Regions from separate parts of the Sus scrofa genome. Here region 1 is linked to region 2. The links are chromatin contacts, called in public Hi-C maps. All regions are on one chromosome and are shown on one strand. The core of a region is the stretch at or near the end of the contact, and the rest is flanking DNA. Distances in the headings are between cores, read along the strand shown. Region 1 holds the start of ZNF449 (zinc finger protein 449). Region 2 holds the start of LOC100518170 (protein FAM127).

What was found. A called contact is a pair of places that touch in the nucleus more often than the background predicts.
Region 1: a contact with region 2 is called in a Hi-C map of liver, with 7 times the contacts expected there. The contact joins the promoter of ZNF449 here to the promoter of LOC100518170 in region 2. A contact is called at or near these places in 10 of 47 Hi-C or Micro-C datasets (epiblast stem cells, fetal heart ventricle, heart right ventricle and 6 more) and 1 of 2 datasets of contacts at active chromatin or transcription factors (alveolar macrophages).

Annotation. Positions count from the first base shown.
Region 1 is chrX:110,925,182-110,929,458 of Sscrofa11.1, forward strand. ZNF449 (zinc finger protein 449) reads left to right here and starts at 2,987. Exons shown (of 5, transcript XM_021080814.1): 1 at 2,987-3,082.
Region 2 is chrX:110,831,438-110,836,077 of Sscrofa11.1, forward strand. It overlaps LOC100518170 (protein FAM127), which reads right to left and starts at 3,151. Exons shown (of 1, transcript XM_021080821.1): 1 at 1,810-3,151. The coding sequence starts at 3,075. The coding sequence ends at 2,734. It overlaps LOC102157543 (a long non-coding RNA gene), which reads left to right and starts at 3,512. Exons shown (of 3, transcript XR_002340885.1): 1 at 3,512-3,823.

The DNA.
Region 1 (4,277 bases), core at 1,737-4,236, 94 kb after region 2:
AGTTGCTCAGGAGTTCTCTGGTGGCGCAGAGGATTCTGCAATGTCACTGCTGTGGTGTGGGTTTGATCCCTGGCCCATGAACTGCAGGCTGCAGGGGCAGCCAAAAAAAAAAAAAAGTAAAAAATAAAAAAAATAAGGCTGCTCAATCTAAAACCTCACGTTTCTAACTATGAGGCTCAGGCTCATACGTCCCATTATTACTGCAGTAAAAGTTTTCAGTAACGTGATCTCTAAAGGGATTTCCTGAAAAAAAAATCAAACAATCCAGTGATTATTATTTGTTTGTTTGAATGGCCGCACACCCGCATATGGAAGTTCCCTGGCCAGGGATAGAACCAGCACTTCTGAAAGGACCAGAGCTACTGCAGTTGGGTTCTTAACCCACTGTGCCACAGCGGGAACGCCAACCCAGCTTTATTGTTGTTTTTCCTTTTAAAAGACCTTCCACCATCCCCGCCCTGTCTCTGGTGCATCCTGCTTTGTTTTTATTGTTATGTAAATGTAGTGCTGATGTCCCCCCCAGTAGCCTCTGCCGCTTTCACACCTTTGCTACGAGGAGGTGTGGCTCTTGCTCCTCCCTCATCTCACAGGTCTCCTTTCGTCCACCTTGGTCCGAGGGACTGAGCATCCTTACTGCCCCAGCGTTAATCTCACTTTTATATAAAACCAGTTGAGCCTTACTTTGGTTTCTTTCACAGGAGTATTAAAGCATAAAGGAATGCATGCAGGACTGCCTTCAGGACTCAGCGGGTTAAGGATCTGGCCTTGCCACTGCAGTGGCTCTGGTTACGGCTATAGGGCAGGTTGGATCCCTGGCCTGGTAACTTCCACATGCCACTGGCTTGGCTAAAAAAAAAGGAAAGAATTTCTCTCTTGTTAGCAGCTCCATCCTGCTGGTGTCACTGAGGCCACTGCAAAGCCTTCTCCCCCAGCTGCCCAGACAACTTCCTCCCCTGTCCCCTTATAGCTGGGGGCTCCTCTGGGGCGGAGGCCCGGTGGCTCATGCAGCCCAGGGCCAGGGCCTCCCTGAGTGTCCCTTGGCTCCAGCTTAAAACTCAGTGACTTCATGCTGTTTCCTGAGGCAAAGGCTCCTCCTCCAGAGCCCCCCTTTTCCCAGCAGGTCTCCTGACCCCCTTCCCTCCTTGCCAGACAGTGACCTTGGGGGTGGGGGGGGCTGAGGGCAGGGGCTGCCAAGCTTCAGGGCCAAGCAGTGTTTCTAAGTTCACCAGGAACTGAGACCCAGCTCTGCAGGGGGCACCAGACCGCTGACCCTAATTAACAGCGAACAGTTTTGTTAGTTTGTCAGAGAGGAGGTCGTGCTCTGCCGCCCAGGCCGGAAGGCAGTGGCCCTTCACAGGGGCGGGATGGCCGCGGATTAGCAGGGCTAATGACCTGGGCGGGCTCATCCTTGCAGGGCAACCTGGGGTCCCCGGCCTCTGGGAAGTACCCTGTCGATGCTGAACTCAGGGCCTGATCCGCAGAGCACACCACAGCCCAGACGTCCTGGGCTCAAGCGCTCCTCCGACCTCAGTGGAGGAGGAGCTGGGACCACCAGCCTGTGCCCCAGGGCGGCCAGCTCAGAGTTGTAGGCACTACACGCCAGCAGTGTGATCAAAAGGTACATGCTGGGAGTTCCTTGGTGGCCTAGTGGGTAAGGTTCTGGCATCACTGCTGCGGTGCAGGTTTGATCCCTGACCCGGGAACTTCTGCGTGCCTTGAACGTGGCCAAAAATAAAATACAATAAAATATAATACAATGCTTAGTGCCCATGTCTTTTTAAAAAAATGTACACGCTGCCCTCCTTTTAATCCTCAAAACAATCCCAGAAGCCATTTTACCAAAGGGGAAGTTGAAGCCCAAAGGGGAAAGTGACCTGCCCCAGGTCACGGGGTAGTGGACAGAGCCAGGATTCCAGCCCCTTTGATCCGAGCTGACACTGACTCTTGCAGCAGTGGCGCTGCCTCCCTGTGGAAACCCGCAGTCTTCACCTTCTGTGTGCGCCTGGGGGGAAATCGGGAGGATGAAGATTCCAGACTAAATTACAAAGTCACTTGCCCATGTAGGTCTACTCGGATCCCCGCCCCCCAGTCTCCCTCAGTCTGGCAAGTTCTCTCTGCGTGTACTTGAAAAGACTCCCAGCCTCTTGGTGAGATGTGTGTGTACAGCTTCTGCACCCTGCCGTGGATCTCCTGGGACAGAATGGTCAGGAGGCACCCCGACACCCGCAGCCCCAGGATCTGCTCCATGGTGCGCATCTCACAAGCCAAAGCCACCCACCCACCCACAGCAAAGCTCCAGAAGCTGCCTGCCTTGGTTTCTCAGAGACCAGCGGCAGAAGCCACAGAAGTGCAGATGAGAGGCCCCCACGCTGGGCCTTGCTTGGAGCTGCTGGCTCCAGGCGCAGAAGCCACTCTGGTTTCAAAATGAGGACTACATTTTGCTCCTGGAAGCCAGGGTCAAATGCCGACCACCTTGGCCCAGAAACCAGCCATGACAGCTGTGAAAGGCGCCTGGCGCCCCATGAGACAATACACAGAATCCGCAGGAGTCAGGGTGCCCGTGGGTCCATGTCGCAGTCCATGAGCCCAGCTCCAGCCCAAGCGGAGCTATTTCAAGGACTTTGGCCTCTGTGGATTCAGGACTATGGGGCCCCTGCCCCTGATCTCGCTTCCACTAGGGCCTCTGGGAGGCACAATCGCCTGCAGCTCTTCCCGCTCTTTCTTGGACCAACACTAAAGTTTGGCGTCCAAAGACTAAAACAGAAAAACAAAACTATCTCAGGACCAATGTGAGGACTACATCTCCCGAATGACACCATCGCCTCTCTCCTGGTCACAATTCACGGCTGAGTTGGAAAGGGACCACGCAGAAGCGAAATTTGCGGGGACGAGACCAGAGGGGAATCCACTATAAGAGGCGGGGCCATTTGGGCACCGTCAAAGCCGCGAGCGCCCTCTGGTGGCGGCCGAAAGGAGCGAGGAATGCACGAGATCGCTTCATTGAAGGTAGGCTCTTTAAGAAAACACGAGGTACTCAAAAAAGCATGAGCTATTCAAGGCCACTGTGACCCGCGAGCTGAAGGTGAGCGTCAATATTCCAAGAAGGCTTATTAAGTGCGAATCCTGGAGCTCATGCGAGAGTCAATGCGTACGGATGTCCAGAAATCTGAATTTTTAAAAGGTTTTCGCAAGAAATTCTTCTTACGGAGAGGAGTTTGACAATCACTGATGCAGTGGTAACAGATTTAAGGAGTTTCCCCGCTGCTCCAGTTACTCCAGGGATGATGGGAGAGAAGCCCTCGCTAGGATCGAGAACCGGGGCGCAACCCACCCAATCCCCTGGAATTTAAAGGCGCTTAAGACCGGAAGTGGGATCGCTTCCAAAGAGGCCTCCGGCCTGGCAGAGGCCAAGGAAAATCCCAGCCCCTCCCGCGTCAGCGCCTTTGGGGCCGAGATCCCTGGGCGAGTGACGTGGAGCTTGCCGGGAGTTGTAGTCCTCAGCGCGGCCGCGCGCCTGCGCCCTGGGCAGCTGCCCCCGGTGAGCCTGGGAGAGCCGTGGGCGCTGAGGCGGTGAGTCCCGGAGCGGCCAGAGGGCGTGGCCGTCCCTGGGGCGCGGGCGCGGGGAGCGGGGCTCCCATCCCGCTCCGGCTGCGCGAACCCGCCGCCTGCAGCCCCGATCCGGCCGAGGGCGCGGGGAGGAGCGCCGGGCGGCGGGCCCCTGGCCAGCCCGGGTCCCCGCCGCCGCTCCCGGCCACCCGGCCGGGCCTTCCCGGGCTGCTCCGGGGCCGGGAGCGCCCCCCTGGGCGGCGGGACCTCCTCCCCGGGGAGCGCGCTGGGGCCGCGCCGCGGGCATCGGGTTTCCCACCGGCTTGTGGACTTGCCCCCCGTGCCTTTCCCCTCGCCCTCTCCGGACACAGCTCTTCCTGCACGGGCCCTGTGGGCCCGGGGTCATTTCGGGAGGGTTTGCGGAGAAGCCAGGAGCCCCTGGGTGGAGGGAAGCTTTCCTCCGGAAGGGCCGCGGGGCGTGGAGGGGGGCAACCCGGAGGGTCAGTTCCCTGGCCGACGCGGTGGCAGGCTGGGGACCGTCCAGGGAGGGCTGCCCCGCGGGGAGGCTGGAGCGCAGGAAAGGCGGGTCCAGAGCCCCGAGCGGCGTGGTCCCTGCACGCCCCCCAGCGACGGTTAGGTGCCTGTGGGGGGCTGGTGGGGCGGGGCGGGGCGGGGTGGATCGAAGCTCCCTAGGGAACGACCTTTCCTGAGCACCTCCTCGGTGCCAGGCA
Region 2 (4,640 bases), core at 1,901-4,400:
GTTAAAGATCTGGCATTGTCACTACCGTAGCTCAAGTGCTAGGGGTTGGATCAGAGCTGTAGCTGCTGGCCTGAACCACAGCCACAGCAACTCGGGATCTGAGCCACGTCTGTGACCTACATGACAGCTCATGGCAACGCCGGATACTTAACCCACTAAGCAAGGCCAGGGATCAAACCTGCATCCTCATGGATGCTAGTCAGATTCATTTCCGCTGAGCCACGACAGGAACTCCCTGGCCTAAGAACTTCTACATGCGACAGTTGTGGCCAAAAAACAAAACAAAACAAAACAAAAAACAACAGCAACAACAAAAAAAACCACCACAAAAAACAAACGACTGAACAAAAAAACCTTGGCTAGTGGTAAAATGAGATTGGATGCCAATGGAAGGAATTTTCTTGGAAGGTACAGTATCTCAGGAGTTTGAGAGTTCAGGGGAAGGGATAATCATAAAGATTACGAAAATAGACGATTGTTACCAGAGGCTACTGATAAAACTGCAGAAGGACAATGAAAGGCTAAGGATGATTAAATACCAATTTAATGTAAAGCTGAAAGCCAAAGGGTCTGAAGGCAGAAGGCAGAGAAGTCGAAGGATAGGCCTGTAGGCTTTATTCCTTTCTCAGGCAGTCACAGTCGTCTTTGCTTTCTACCACACATCAGGCCAATCCATGGTGAACTGAGCTCAGCCTTTCCCCACCGCTTTCTGTATTCTGGAACAATAACCCAAATTAAAAATGAGGCAGGAGTTCCTTTGGGGCTCATCAATTAACGAACCCGACTAGGAACCATAAGGTTACAGGTTTAATCCCTGGCCTGGTTCAGTGGGTTAAGGATCCGGCGTTGCCATGAGCTGTGGTGTGGGTCACAGACGCGCCTTGGATCTCGTGTTGCTGTGGCTGTGGTTTAGGCTGGCGTCTACTGCTCTGATTCCACCCATAGCCCGGGAACCTCCATATGCCACGGGGGCAGCCCTAAAAAGCAAAAAAAAGAAAAAGAAAAAACCCCCACAAAAATCAAAAAAGAGGCAGAGCTGATTCCATGGCCTTTTAACATCACACCAGAGTGGGGCCCTATAAGCCCATCTGAGCATCATTTGACTATAAGGCAATTGACCTTTCCCAGCCAAAATAAAGCAGCAGAGGCTTTTATTCAGAGTAGCGATATAATGGTTAGCATGAAGGGAAACAGGATGGAATAACATTTTTTGCTTTTCTGCCCATTGGAGCAAGTTGTCATTTTACTGTCCTGCAGGCCATCAGCCGGGTCTTTACCTAGATTGACAAGAGCAGTTCTGCACTCCCTTCTCCTCCACTTCACAACCAAGCCTCCATAGAGGCATTTTTCTGAACCACCTGTCATTCCGCTGCTTCCCTGAATAATGGATTAAATAAAACCCTGACAGGTGTTCCCCAACAAACGTGTGGGATGCCTGATTTGTAAAAATTAGGTATTGTGCTCTCAGGCAGCGTTTTGGAAATGAGGGGATCTTTCCCCAAAGCCCCTAGCTGCCCTCTCCTTGCACCGCCTTGGCCAAAACCAGATCAAGAGCCATTTCCCAAGGGGGCACGGAACTGACCGCTGTGCAAGAGTCAGCACCCCGCAGTGAATGACGCCCCCGCGCACGCGCACGCGCGCGTGGGGGTCTCCATCCCCGGGACCACCACGAGTCCAGGGCTTCTGCCTGGTGATGCAAGACTCAGCAGGAGCCACACAAGGGCGGGGGCGGGACACACCTTCTGAGCAAGCCACGGGCCCCACTTACTGGACCAGGGAGGGAGAGGTGCCCTAGTCACTGAGACTCAATTCCTTTTTGAACAGCGTCTGACATTTATTGAAAATCAGGAAAAGACGTTTGTCCAGGTAGTGTAGAAGAGCTGGGCAGAGTGCTGGGGTTACTGTGTTGGACAAAAGGCACACGTCAGAGAGACAGCTGCACATTCAGAAGAGAACTGGATTCTGGGCGAAACTAACAGGTCCACAGGAGACAATGAGTGACTCGACGTGGCTGCCAGGCACCCCCGGGACCTGGCAGCCTCCTGGCAGGAGCAGGAGCAGGAGCGGGAGCGGGAGCGGGAGCGGGAGCAGGAGCAGGAGATGTCTCTGGGAGTAGGGAGGGAGTGGGCCCCGCTGACGGTGAAAGGCTGGCCGGCCCCTCCGCGGCGGTGGAGAGCTGTTGCAATCATCGTCTCGGGGGGCAGTGAGCGGCTCAGGCACCCCACCCCCCGGGGGGTGGTGGTGAGTCCAGATCCCCGAAGGCTGCAGGGCGTCGGCGGGAGCGATGCGGTGGACGGTGGGGGCACGGCAGCGGCAGCGCAGGTCTCTGGGCACCCGGATGCCGGCCTGGGAGTCCGGCCAGGCGCCGGCGGTCGGCGGGCGCCGGGCTGCAGGTGGTCCGTCCCGCGTGTAACAGGAGCCCGGCTTGCAGCTGGAGCGCAGGACCGGGTCCAAGGGTGCACGGGAGGGGCCGGGCCGGCCCGAGAGGGCGGCGGCCGGTCCGCACCAGGCCTGGAGGCGGCGGAGGCGGCGGGAACCTGGAGCGCTATTCCTGGAACAAAGGCAAGCACGACGCGGGAGGGGACACGAGCGCGCGGGGAGAGCGCGGCCACCCGAAGGTGAGGGACGCGGGAGGCGCGGCGGGAGGGCGCCCGCGGCGGTCTGCGCGGCTGGGCGACGGGCAGAGCGGACCCTCCCGCGGGCACCCGCCCCCGGGCCCGAGGGGCTCCCGGCCTAGAAGTCCTCGTCCTCCACCCATCCAAAGACCCGCTTCATCTCGGCCAGGAAGCCCCGGTAATCGTTGAGGAGGGGGCTCTGCTTCCTGATGTAGGGGATCACCCACTGCAGGGCCGGCCCGGTGAGGCGGGTGATGAGGAACGTCACCTTCAGGCTGTCGTTGGAGAACAGGGTCTCGTCCACGAGCATGTAGGCGCCCGTCTGCACGATAAACTCCGGGAGCCGGTCGGTGTCGCCGTCAAACGTCTCGGGGAAGGGGATCGGGTTCCTCCACCGACGCGTCTGGGGCCGGATGGGTAAGGCCAGGAGGGCCTTGATCAGCTGCACCCGGCCGTCCATCGCGCCTCGCTCGCCTGGCTGGGCTGCAGGGGCCTCTCGGCGAGGTGGGCGAGGAGGCGGGGCGGGAAGTGCGTGTGCGGGGAGGCGGGGCGGGCCCGGCGGGGCGGGCGGGGCCGTGGGCGGTGCTCGGCGCGGGCGGGCCCCGCCCACAGTGCCTGGCGTCACGTAGTGCGCAGGCGCAACTTTGAGGCCGCCGTTAGGAGGGCGGGACGGGGCCAAAAAGGTGAATGGGGGCGGAGCTAAGGTCCGCTCGAGGAGGCGGGGTCAGAATCACGGGGCGGGGCCGAAGTTTCCTGAGGCCGGATGTAGGAGTCTTAAGCGGTGGGGGATCCACGAACCTGGCGGGTGGTTTGCAGTGCGCAGGCGTAACACGAGGGGTCGCGCTAGGTTCGGAGTGGACTGTCCCTTCCCTGCACAGGAAAGAGAAAGGGGGAGTGGGTAGTAGCCACTCAAGGGGTGTGGTGGAAGCGGGAGGGGCGGGGCCAAAGTTTCCCTTGGCAGGAGGCGGATGAGAGGCGGGGGCCAGGGGAGGGGCCCAGGACTCAATGCTCCTGATTAGGCAAGAGCTGGCAGCTGGTGGAGAGCTGAGTCCCTTTTCTAGAAGTAGAGTCCTACCTTTTCCTCCCCTCTCCCCTAGTGTATCCTTTGCAGACCCTCGGACCTGGACACCGTTTGGTGCGCTTCTGTGGGCACATTCCCCTACTGATTCATGCATCTGTCAACTGAAGTATCACGCCGCTGGTTGTAGGTATGGTTGTCTTGCACCATCATGGGAAACCCCAGCTATTAGTGGGCATAATTCAGAGAAGCATATTCATAGAGTAATGCACCATGACAAGTGAACTTAAAGAGGGTTAAATGATAAGAAATCTCTTAATTTGGTATATTATGGTACCGAAGTAGACTATTAGTATAGAAACTGAAAGACAAAAGTGAGAGGTGTTGGATGTTTTCTAAGTATGACATTATACATCTCCATACTTGAGAATAATGGAAAGAAATAACTAAGACATTAACCAATTGAAGAAGGGAAAACGAAGTATTACAGGTTATATTTGAATTCATTTGTATGGCTGAGTACAAAATTGATATAAATTCTTCACAGGCTTTCATATATGCAGAGAATAATCGGTTAAAATAGATAATGCTATTAATGACTTAATTCAGAAAAGCAGTTAAAAAGAAGTGGTTCCTAGGAATATACTTGAAAAATCATAAAATCCACTTAACATTTTTTTTGTCTTTTTTTTTTTTTGTCTTTTGTTGTTGTTGGTATTATTGTTGCTATTTCTTGGGCCGCTCCCGCGGCATATGGAGGTTCCCAGGCTAGGGGTATAATCGGAGCTGTAGCCACCGGCCTACGCCAGAGCCACAGCAACGCAGGATCCGAGCCGCATCTGCAACCTACACCACAGCTCACGGTAACGCCGGATCGTTAACCCACTGAGCAAGGGCAGGGATTGAACCTGCAACCTCATGGTTCCTAGTCGGATTCGTTAACCACTGCGCCACGACGGGAACTCCCCCACTTAACATTTTGAAATGCCAAATAGGGGATATAAAAG